Linked DNA regions of Mus musculus: regions 1, 2 and 4 are each linked to region 3. Evidence: chromatin contacts called from public HiChIP or PLAC-seq and promoter capture Hi-C data. All regions are on one chromosome and are shown on one strand. Each heading gives the region's core, a stretch centred on a gene start, on an enhancer-like site or on the middle of the called end of the contact. The rest is flanking DNA. Distances are from core to core; before and after follow the strand shown.

Evidence for each region. Promoter capture Hi-C pulls out the DNA fragments that hold promoters and counts their contacts. HiChIP or PLAC-seq counts read pairs in DNA pulled down with a chosen protein or histone mark.
Region 1: an H3K4me3 HiChIP or PLAC-seq map of embryonic stem cells shows a contact between it and region 3, with 10 times the contacts expected there. The contact joins the promoter of 1700121L16Rik here to the promoter of Nexmif in region 3. A contact is called at or near these places in 2 of 39 promoter capture datasets (cranial neural crest and pre-B cells) and 1 of 115 datasets of contacts at active chromatin or transcription factors (embryonic stem cells).
Region 2: a contact with region 3 is called in an H3K27ac HiChIP or PLAC-seq map of embryonic stem cells, with 5 times the contacts expected there. The contact joins the promoter of Magee2 here to the promoter of Nexmif in region 3. A contact is called at or near these places in 14 of 39 promoter capture datasets (the 3T3-L1 cell line, the C10 cell line, cranial neural crest and 7 more), 3 of 484 Hi-C or Micro-C datasets (B cells, embryonic stem cells and nephron progenitors), 10 of 115 datasets of contacts at active chromatin or transcription factors (craniofacial prominence, embryonic forebrain, embryonic hindbrain and 3 more) and 3 of 9 other capture datasets (adipose tissue, embryonic stem cells and macrophages).
Region 4: a contact with region 3 is called in a promoter capture Hi-C map of liver, with 4 times the contacts expected there. The contact joins the promoter of Magee1 here to the promoter of Nexmif in region 3. A contact is called at or near these places in 4 of 39 promoter capture datasets (liver, maxillary cranial neural crest and pre-B cells), 1 of 484 Hi-C or Micro-C datasets (muscle stem cells), 1 of 115 datasets of contacts at active chromatin or transcription factors (astrocytes) and 2 of 9 other capture datasets (adipose tissue and liver).

Annotation. Positions count from the first base shown.
Region 1 is chrX:104,815,333-104,818,047 of GRCm38.p6, reverse strand. It overlaps 1700121L16Rik (RIKEN cDNA 1700121L16 gene), which reads right to left and starts at 1,272. Exons shown (of 3, transcript NR_045453.1): 1 at 1,206-1,272.
Region 2 is chrX:104,856,014-104,858,713 of GRCm38.p6, reverse strand. Magee2 (melanoma antigen, family E, 2) reads left to right here and starts at 1,447. Exons shown (of 1, transcript NM_053206.2): 1 at 1,447-2,700. The coding sequence starts at 1,671.
Region 3 is chrX:104,199,718-104,202,566 of GRCm38.p6, reverse strand. Nexmif (neurite extension and migration factor) reads left to right here and starts at 1,383. Exons shown (of 5, transcript NM_001077354.3): 1 at 1,383-1,934.
Region 4 is chrX:105,118,966-105,121,665 of GRCm38.p6, reverse strand. Magee1 (melanoma antigen, family E, 1) reads right to left here and starts at 1,288. Exons shown (of 1, transcript NM_053201.4): 1 at 1-1,288. The coding sequence starts at 1,055.

The DNA of each region.
Region 1 (2,715 bases), core at 23-2,522, 620 kb before region 3:
TAATAGCAGGCTTCCCACCTACAACTCCTGCTGTCTCGTTCTTCATCTCTGCTGAAGCAAGCAGGGGAGAAGATGAAGTCGGGGGTCAGGATTTGAACAAAGTCCTGTGCTGTTGTGGAACTGCCCCTTCTCTCCGGCTAAGAGCCACCTTGTCCGAATTCCAGGGTTCTTGTTCAGCCATTCAAGTTTCCAGACCGGTAATCAGTTCTGAGTGTCAGTGTCCAGACCCATAATGGCTTAATCTGCCCAATGGCCTGTTGCTATGGCAATTCTGCAAGAGCTCTACCCGGTAAATGAAATGAAAGGCAGCAGGAAACTTGGGGGGCTTAGGCATGTAGGAAAGGGGGTCCAATTATAATTTGAATGTCTTAATTGCACTAATTGATACACATGTGATTCAAAAGGCACAAACACAGACTGGAGCAACAGGGGACATGTTTAGGACCAGCAAGTTGGAAAAGGCCCATTTCTTTGTAGAAAACCCGACCGAGGAATGCAAAAGGTAAGGGAGGTGCAAAGAAATTAGGACTCGGGGTGAACTGGGTGACTGCCCCTGGATGTCCCACTGAATGTCCTTTAACACTGAAGATTCCTGTCGTTACTTGGAGCCTATTGAAAGAGGGGCATTCAGAATGGCTATCCCAACAAGAGAACAGCACTTCTCTGTCCTGGAGGGCTAGGACACAGGCCCTGGAGATTGCACACAGGCCCACAGCTCAGCTGCTTGGAGCCCAGGTCCATTCACTGGTTGTTCTGCTCACACCTCTGCAGGGAAGATCTGCCATGTTTGTCTCCTTTAAGCCAATATTTTGGACTCTATAATCAGCTTAGGTGTCTAATGGCTCAGTCATGGCTTAATTGGCCCTCATCGCTGGTTGCTATGGTGATGCAGCCAGGAGCTCTGCTCACTAAGTTAAAATAGGAGAGAACTGAAGTGGGAGGGGACAGAAAACGAAATGGTCCAAGACTGAATATGAGAAATCATTAATTACACTAATTGACAGCCTTTGGTGATTAAAAGCCCATAAGCATGGGTGACGGGACAAGGACAAGGGGCCTGGACACTTATCTGGGCATCAAAATAAAGGGATGCATAAGACACGATGGAGAAGTCCAGAGGATGACAGAGGAACTCTGTAGCTGCTCGGGCTCTCTGGTATGAGTTTCAGAAAGACACTGGCATGGGACGGGGTCAGGAACCTCACCTGAATACTGCATGACTCCTCCTCAATTATCAGTTATGCCATTCCCTGGAATCTGAGGCTCGGGAATGAGGAGACTGGAGTTAAATGCATGCTGGGAAAGAAGCCAGTGGGCTTCTGAGTTCCAGAGCACCTAGAGCACTGGCTCCCACCAAGACTCCAATTGAGAACTCTGCGGACGTGCACCTCGTTCTCCACTGAGAGAAAGCGGCCTGCCAATAGCCACAAAGCCCTCTGTGGCAGAATACAGCTTTCCTCACATGTCACGTGGCCAAGAGTGACCATGGGAGCACAGAAGGATCCCTGGATTTTATAGACAGCCTGTGTGACATGGAGGGCTAGATGAGAAGTTTCTCAGAGACTCTGCATTCTGGAAGGAGATAATGGTCATTCAGAAGGAGGTGATGAAGCAGGGGAAGGGAAGAAGAACCTGCTCCCTGCTGGCCCCTGTGAGGTCCTTGTGAACTAGCTCCTTGCTGCATAGTGTCTGGAAGTGAGTTTCAGTTTTCCCTGGGACAACTTGCCTGGGGACACAGGGTGCTAATTTGTATGGTTCTGATAGCCTCTTGGCAGTGAGGCTTGCTGCAAAGGAACATTTCTCCATGAGGGGATACCATCTCCTATGCTGGATTCCAGGCTACTGGCAAGGCTGGGAGTGGGGCCAGGGTCTCATGATGAGGGAATCTGGGCTGTGTGTATCAGGTACACAGCTGCAGTTAGAGCCACTTGCACATGCCCACCCTTCTCATGCAAACTTCCCTGGGGAACATGCTCTCACCTAGGTGTCAGGGGACATCTAGGTGCTGGGAACAAGGTACTGTGTGACTTTCCAAGGGTCCTGGGTCCCTGATCCTGACCACAGAGGAAGGTTCAGACTCTAACCAGGATGCTTTTCTTTTGTGTGTGTGTGTCTTTTGTTTAATTGACTTAAAAATGACAGGCTTCCTTCCAGTATTTTCATACATGCTTTGCTTTGGTTGACTTTCTTCTGGCCTTGTACACCAGAACACCCACATTACTGACTCTCATTTTCTCAGCTGTTCCCATTTACCCCCAGTATTCCTGCATTTCACTTCAATATCTCATGTGATTGACTGTCTGTTCCATCCCTCCATCAAAACCTATTTTCATTTTGAGACAGTGATACAGGAAGTCCAGGCTAGGTCTGAATTCCCTGTAAAGCTAGGGACAGTTTTGGAGCCCTGATCTTCCCTTGTGCTCTTCCCAAGTTCTGGAATTACAGGTCTGAGCTACCACACCCGGATCCCAGAGGCTTTGAAAGGGTTCCAGGAAAGAACCCTTGCTGTGTTCTAAAGCATCATAGAATGAGTCAAAACCAACAGTGATAAGAAACTAGAGGGACACTGGAATATACTGGCTTATATGTAGAAAGGGCAGAGGAGACTACAGGGTTACTTTAATACTGGCCTTTGACTTTTCAGAGTTGCTGGACCCGGGCAAGCTGGGTCAGAGTGAGGAGACTTTCCTGGTGGACCAAGGAAATGTAAGGAAA
Region 2 (2,700 bases), core at 198-2,697, 660 kb before region 3:
AAGTCCCTTTTGCCCAGTTTGGGCAAAATACTTGATCCTGTATCTCCTACTTTTCTATTATAGTAGAGTGTACATTTTAAAAAGAAAGATGTGGAAAATGTCATGGGTGCATGTCAGTGAGTGGCCTCTGAAGGAATTTCAGGGCAGTGGATCACTGAATGTAAAACAGTAACCATTACCATCAAGAATGTGGAAGGACTTCAAATGTGGCTGCAGATGACAATCTGACATATTTTTTCTTCCTTCCTTCCTTTCATTGAATTCCTGGATTACAACTGAGCTTTTAGCCTAACTACTGTGGCAGCACTCCAAGAAAATAGAGCAACCCAACTTTCTTCCTGGCCAGAGTGTTTGGACTATGGGTCAGTCCTCAAATACACATGTACAAACCTACTCTTGTGTGCAGCCCTAAACAGTTCTGACATACAGGGAAAAAGCCAGTCCTTCCTGTTTAGCCACCTCTGTCCTTGTCTCCCACCCATACTCTAGCCGACATGGATAACTGGCAGTTACACACCCTCATACTTTATTCTCATACTTCTGGACCTTTCTTGATGTTACCAAACGCTACAACACCCTTGCAAAGCATGAACTCTTCCCATTCCTCTGATCACTTAGAGCTCAGCTCCTCTGACTCTTTTTCAGCAACTACCTCCAATCCAAGACACTTCAGACAAAACTGACATTCACTACTTCTGTGTTTGTGCTATATGTAAATTGACTTGTGCTGGTTTCCATCAATTTTATCTGAGACGCGTTTATAAAATAGAACTAAGAACTCCTTGAAAGTCAGATGGTGTGATAGAAAAGTGCTTATGTTCTGGGCTCTGATAAAAGGATTCAAGCCGGATCTCTTTCCCTTGTAGCTGCCCGAGTTTTTACAGTCAAACTCACCTCCCTGTGCCAGTTTTCTCATCTTTAAGATGAACACCATTTAGACTAGTTAAGACTCAGTGATTTTAATATGAGAAAAGTGAAACACTAGGTCTGTTACCTAGTAAGGGCTAGATAAAGGGTTGGCGCGCATCACCACTGGTTGAAGGAACCCTAGAATGCATGGTCTGCAAGCTCCATATGGGAAGGAATAATCAATTTGTCCTCACAGCAATCAGTGATGCATCTCACAAATACAAAGCAGTGTGCCTGAAATGGGCATAGTCTCAAGAAATAATCTGTTTAGTTGGCGGAGGCCTTAATGACTCTACAATTATCATAAATACCGCCCCCATCCTCTATTAAGCCTTACCAAGGTGCTTAATACCTCGCAGAAAAACTAGAAAAACGTTCCCTTCCTCTAATTCTTCTACTTCATCTCCGTTGTTCCTTTGTGCGAATTTGATTCCCTAATAAGTTCGAACCCCACAGCAAGCCTGGCCTTTCAGTCAGTAGTGGGAGGGGGCGGGAGAGGAAGCCTGAGCGGGGCGTGGTCACCACATTGCAGAGCTTGAGTGCGCCTGCGTAGGATGCGGCAAAGCTAGGTGCTCTTAGGCTTTCCTTCATTGCTGGCTACTGCTTTTGTAAAAGGATCGCCTGTCTCGCCAGCTCTCACTTTCGAACCGCACAGCTCCTGAGTATCAGGCTTCGGCTCTGAGCTGAGCTGCCAACACACCTCAGATCCTCCCTGCGACGGATCGCTGACCTCCGCGTTCGCGTTCCTGTCTCCTGGAACCATGTCTCTGGTAAGCCAGAATGCGCGCCAAAGCAGCGCAGAGACTACCGCCGATTACAGCAACAGCCAGGGTGAAATGCAGGCTACTAATGCCTCCGGGCCTGCCACCTCCATGCTAGCCCTCGAAGCTCCCCAGGGCCCTGAGATTCCAAACGATCCACAGGGAGCCAGCGCTTCCCAGGCTGTGCGGGACCCGAGTGACATCGAGGTTCTCATCGACGAGCAGTCCCGACGTTTGGGGGCGCTCAGGGTCCACGACCCTCTTGAAGAGAGGTCGGTTGCTTTAGTGAATTTCATGCGCATGAAAAGCCAAAATGAGGGGTCTATCCGACAGTCAGAAATGCTGGAGTTTCTCAAAGAATACTCAGATCAGTTCCCTGAGATACTCAGACGAGCCTCAGCTCATCTGGATCGGGTCTTTGGGTTGAATCTGAGAGTCCTTGATCCTCAGATGGACACTTACAACCTAATCAGCAAACCAGGTCCCCAGACCACTGAACGGCTAGCAGAGACCCTGGACATACCAAAAGCGGGTCTCCTGGCCTTGGTCCTAGGCCATATTCTCTTGAATGGCAACCGGGCAAGAGAGGCCTCCATTTGGGACCTGCTGTTAAAGGTGGATGTGATAGATGGGTCTCAGAGGATCAACAACCAGTTTGGGAACACAAGAAACCTCCTTACTATTGACTTTGTCCATATGCGATTTTTGGAGTACTGGCCAGTATATGGCACTAATCCCCTTGAATTTGAGTTCCTGTGGGGCTCTAGAGCTCACAGTGAAATCACAAAGATGGAAGCCCTGAAGTTTGTAGCAGAGGCCCATGATGAAGAACCCTGGAGCTGGCCAGAAGAATATAACAAAGCTCTGGAAGCTGACAAAGCCAAAGAGAGAAGCCAGGCTGCTGGCTTAGAGTTCTGGTCAGAGGACACTATGAATGATAAAGCAAATGAATTGGTCCAGTTGGCCATTGGTGTCACTGAGGAGTTGCTGCCTATCCATCAGGATGAGCTATTTGCTAATACTGGCAAAG
Region 3 (2,849 bases), core at 134-2,633:
TTAAAAACCTGCCCCCACCCCACACAGACACTCCATGGCAAGAGGATGAAAGAGTCAGGACTGCGTTCCTTTAACTTAAACCCGACCCCTGTATCTTTTACTTTGCCTTGAAAAATCTCTCCCCCTACCCTCCTGACCCATACACATTATCCATGTCTGTGCTGTTTCTGGGGAGGGGTTAGGTGACAGGCTAGAGGCCCTGGGAAGGGTTAGAGGACTTACACACTGCAGATCTCGAAGTCTGACCTTAGAAAATGAGGCTGTAGGGTGGAAACAGAGAAATCTGAAATTGAGCTCTCCATGACTGGGAAGCTGGGTTGTGGCAAGGACTTGCTGGAGCAAGTGCACACAAAGTAGCTAGCTTTATTCTCTCCGCTCTAGCGTCAACACTTAATCGTTCTCCCTGGTTTCTAGTGGCACTGACCGTGGCTCTCAGGCCCCAACCCTACACCCTGGGCTTCATTGAATACTACGTGTTCCCCGGTGGGTCGCTTTCCATTCCTGTACTGTTGATTCCCAGGGCGTCAAAAGGGAAATGACCACCTAAGGAATTTTCCTGTGACAGCAGTCAGATCCCATTTCCTTCCCGGCCATATTCAGAATCCCTTTTTCTCTCCTTCACTTCCTAAAAAAACTCATCCCTTTCCAATTCTCTGCCTTGTTACAACCCTTCCAGCACAATCCACCTTCCCGGGGCTTGGGGCCTGAAGTTAAGGGTAGGTTGGATGGATAGAGGCTTAATACATGGAGCCATTCAGATATTCTTCCTGAAACTTCAGAGCGCCCCTCTCTGAACACATAACTGCCTTCAAAGGCGTGGGAGAGTGGTGTCCGGCTGCGTGTCTGCTAGGGGAAGAACAAGCCAGCAGCGCCGTGGACTGGGCGGGCTGCGAGAATGTGAGTGGGGGGCGGGGTGGGGGTGGGGAAGGGGGGTGCGCGCCCTTTATGACAGGTGGCCGCGCAGTGCGCGCTCCCGGACGTCTGAGGGGACCGCCGGGAGGGACAGACAGACAGACAGGGTGGGAGGGGGCACACACGAGGAAGGGACCGCAGAGAGGGTAAGGAAAGAGAGAGCAAGATAGGGAGGGCTGTGGTGGGGAAGGAGGATAGGGAGGGGAACGCGTCCAACAAGAACTGCTGTGTTGGAGGAAACAATGGCAGGGGCAATAGCGATGGTGGCAGCCGAGGCAGCCCCACTCTGGGCACCTTTCTGAATGGGCAGAGGCAGCTCTGGAAGCAGAAGAGAGCAGGCAGAGCCCGCAGAGGCTCTGAGCCAAGCAGCCCAGGGAGGAGAAGGGGGAGGAGGAGGAGGAAGAGGAGGAGGAGGAGAAAGGGGGGAGGAGGGGGCCGAGGCAGGGGGGGAGAACCCGGGAAGGAAAACCAGTAGCATCAGCAGCAGCAGCCACCGCCGCCGCCACCACCACAGCAGTGGCAGTAGCGGCAGTGGCAGCGTTTAGCAGTAGTGTTCCCAGCGCTAGCGGCAGTCGCAACCGCCCTCCGCGTCTCCGTCTCGCGGACAGCCGCAGCCACCGCGTGCAGAGCGGGCTCCGGGCACCGCCGCGCGCAGCCGGCGAGCCGGGCAGTGCTGGCGCGGGCGAGCGGCGCGGTGAGAGGAGCGCTGTCCTGGGAGCCGGCGGGCGGCTGTGGAGCCTCTGAGTTTCGGCGCCCGAGCCCGACAGCTCTGCCTCCATCTAGTGCGGCGGCTGCGGCGGAGCCAGAGTGAGCGAGCGGAGCGAGGCGCGTCCACCTGGCGGGCCCCGCGCATGGAGCAGAGGCAGAGGAGACGGCAGTGAGCGGGAGCAGCGGCGGCAGCTCTAGCAGCTCCGGCGACGGCGACGGCGGCGGCAGCCCAGCCTTGACTGCGACCGTCCCAGCTCGGGACGCCGGCAGCAAGGACCCACCAGCGACGTGCGCCTCGGGAGGCGGCCTGCGAGGTGAGTCTGAGCGCTGCCATGCAGCCTCCCCCATCCCCCCCGGGCCTTCTCCCTGGCTCCCCGGGCCGGCTGGAGCCGGCGGGCGGCAGCTGGGGGTGGGGGTGGCGGCTGCGAGGAACCGAGGGCTAGCCGAGCGAGGAGCCGAGCAAGGGATGCCGGCGGGGAGAGCGTGTGTGTGTGTGTGTGTGTGTGTGTGTGCGCGCGCGTGCGTGTGAGTGTGTGTGAGTGGGAGAGTGTGCGAATGGCGTGCGGGTGCTGTCTGTGTGCGGGAGGCAGCGAGGCCGCCGGGGCGAGGGAGCCTGGCTCGCCCGCCGCTGCCGCCGCCGCTGCCGCCGCCGCCGCCGCCGAGCGTGCGCTGCAATCTAGGAAAGGCCTGTGTGCCGCCGCCGGGGGAGGGGGAGGGGAAGGGAGCGGGCCGGAGCCGCCGCCACTGCCGCCGCCGCTCACACACGCCTGCCTGCCGCAGGGCAGCGGCCGCTAGCCGCCTGCCACCTCCCATCGGTTCGGTGACCCCGGGGGAACCTCGGGCGTCTGGGGAAAGTGGCACGGCCCGAGGCACGCGTCCGAGGGAGCGGGAAAACGTAGGCACGCGGCGGGCGCCGGCTGGCGTCCCGGCCGAAGCTGCAGAGGTGCGAAGGCGCCGCTGGCCGCCGTACGGACGCCTCCCCCGCCCGAGGCTCCCGCGCGCCCCAGGCGCCTCTGGCCACCCCGCGGTGGCACGGGCGGCTCGCAGCACCCGCTCCAAGCAGCCGCCGCTGGCGACCGACGAGAAGTTAGGGGCCCGAGCGAGCCTCGCCCAGGCTTGTCACCTTTGCAGGAAATTGGCCCGCTGCCCTTTCCCGCTCTCCCTTGCCGTCAGATTGACGCTTTCCTCCGGGACTCCTGGAGCTCGTCGCTGCTGCGCCTGCAGGGACA
Region 4 (2,700 bases), core at 39-2,538, 920 kb before region 3:
CGGCCCTCCCCGCAGGGAAGCAGCTCACAGGATCCCTCCGCAGCGCATGGCGCCAGCGAGCTGCAGAAGCCCTCAGCAGAAATGGATGACAGGGACGAGCTCAGGCCCTCGGCTGAGGTGCTCGGGCTCTCACAAGCAGCTGATGGCACCGAGGTGCGCAGTCCCTTTTTGGAGGTGGGCGGCACGTTGACGTTACATCCCTCCATTATGATGGGCGACACCCAGGAGCTCTGGATCTCACCGGAGGGGGGCGACATGGAGGCGAACAGTCCCTCAGCGGAGGGGGGCGGCGCAAAGATGTCGGGTTCCTCCAAAGCGGAGAACAGCATAGAGATGCTCAGGCCCTCACCGAAGGTGGGCGGCAGGTTGATGCCCAGTCCATTAGAGTCAGTGGGCGGCACCGAAGTGCTTGGGTCCTCACTAACGGAGTAGGGCTCGTTGATACCCGGTCCCTCCGAGATGTTGGGCGACATAAAGATGCTCAAGCCCTCATCAGAAATGCCCGATTCCTCAGAGAAGGTGGGCGGCACCGAGATTCCCGGGCCCTCACCCAGGGTGGGCTCCATGTTAGGGCCCCCATCAGAGTGACGCTGCTCAGAGATGGCCAGCCCTTCTGAGACAGGGAGATGCTCATAGGCCTTTGAGCCTTTAGGAGCAGTGGGCGGCACAGGGCTATTCGGGCCCTCCGAGGCGGTGATTGACATAGCGGTGTTCAGCCCTGCGGAAACTGCAGGAGGCCGGGAGGCGCCCCGACCCTTCCTGGAGGTGGGCATCTCGGAGGTGTTCGGCCCCTGGGAAATGATGAACTGCCTAGGGGCGCTTGAGCCCTCTGAGGCGGTGGGCGGCACAGAGGCGCTTGGGCCCTCCCGGGGGGTGGGCAGCATGGAGGTGCCAGGGCCCTCAGAGGCGCGGAGGCCCTGGAGGATCTTAGGATCGTTGCGATCCCGAGGGACGTCTGGGCCTGGCACAGCAGCAGGGTGACCCTTCCCGTTGTTTCTGCGCGCATTGGCCCTTCCACCGCGGCGGCGGCGCGAATTCTGGCTTACCAGCGACATGGTCCTGTCGACCGACGTGTGGAAGCTGACACTGACAGGCCCGCGATCTCACAGACGAGGGGGAGAGGTATGTAGGCGCCTCTGCACGGAACTGCCGCTAGAGCAGGAATGCTGCTGCTGCCAGGCCCGAGCAAGTCGCAGGAGCAGAAATTAGAGGTGGTGGGCAAGAACGAAGGTTCTAGCCGACTGTGAACGCTAGTCTCAGAATGCTCGCCTCTCACACCCCGCCTTCTGCCGCAGTCCGCGCAGGCGCAGTTGGGCTCTGCGACAAGGCGACCCCGCCCAACCCAGCCTCTCCCGTGGGTTTGCGAAAGTGGACCTGGTGATTCTGCACCAAAACTGCGCAATGGCAGGAGGGAGGCTTTGATAGGAGACAAGGAGCTTGGAGCAGATGGGTAAATGGAGGTAATACTAGCTATTTCTCAAGAGTCAGGGTACCTACTAGAAGGTTTCTACCCAAGTGTCAGGTACTTGATAGATTTTCAAAATTGCATCCTAAGGATGCATTGGGGAAAATGTGCGTGGCGCATGGAAGGGTGCAGCTTTCATCCCCTCCCTTGTCTCCTCTGTCATTTTCTCTATCGAAACCTCTAATACCTCTCAAATTACTGCCCCTTCTCCAAAGGGCTGGGATTTAGTTCTACTTAGGAAACCTGTAGCTAGCTAGAAATTTTCACTGCACAGTCCCAACCCTTACCAATGTAGAAAAATGTAATCTCTTTTGTGGAGTCCTTCAATAGTGCTATTCCAACCACACCCAAAATTAATTATCCTAGGACAGTTAGTTAGCACCATGGGGTCTGTTAGAAAAACTCACTGTCAGGTTTTGAAAACTGCAATTAGCATGGTTTATGGAGGCAAGTCTCTGGGAAGGTTTCTATTAGTTACTAAAGAGCTACTGGAATATGAGCCAGCTAAAGCACAGGAAGCTGTCCAGAATTAGAAGGATAATGGATAGAAGGAAACATTTGGTTTCCTTATAGGGCCTCATGGTTACCTATGCTGCCAGTATTCTGCATGTTTCTGTGAAGTTAATCTTGTGTAGCTTTGTGCAGTACCAACTGGTTTTAACAGAATCAATCATATGGTGTCATATTCCAACAATATTTTATGTTATCCACATTGCATTCAGCACATGGGTCCACAAAATCGACTATGGGCCTATTACAGCATTACCTAAATATGTGCATATGATTAGCCTCTGAATCTTGGCTAATGTCTATGGTTAGGAGAACAGGCTCATTTTCATAAGTGAAACTTGTGGAGGAGCTTTCCCAAAGATTCTGCTACAGTCTATTAAAATCAAGCTGGTGAGAAGCAAGCCCAGAATGCAGTTAAAAATGCCATGCTATATTCTGCTGCAGCAGAAGACACGTGTACATTTGGGGAGTTGAGTGTTCCTTCTTGTTCACATTAGTGTGCATGAGAGTTCATGTTTCCTAATGACTGTCAAGCACACACAAAGAAGGGGCTCTTCCATGTGCCTGCACTAGAATTAAAAGAGATCACAATTTAAATAAAGTTGTTAATTTAATAGCTGCACACAAAATTATACCATGTACAATAGAACAGTCACATATGGAACACTCAGGGGTGGTCACATTATTTAAAAAATAAACACTAACTATCATACATTTGGCTTATT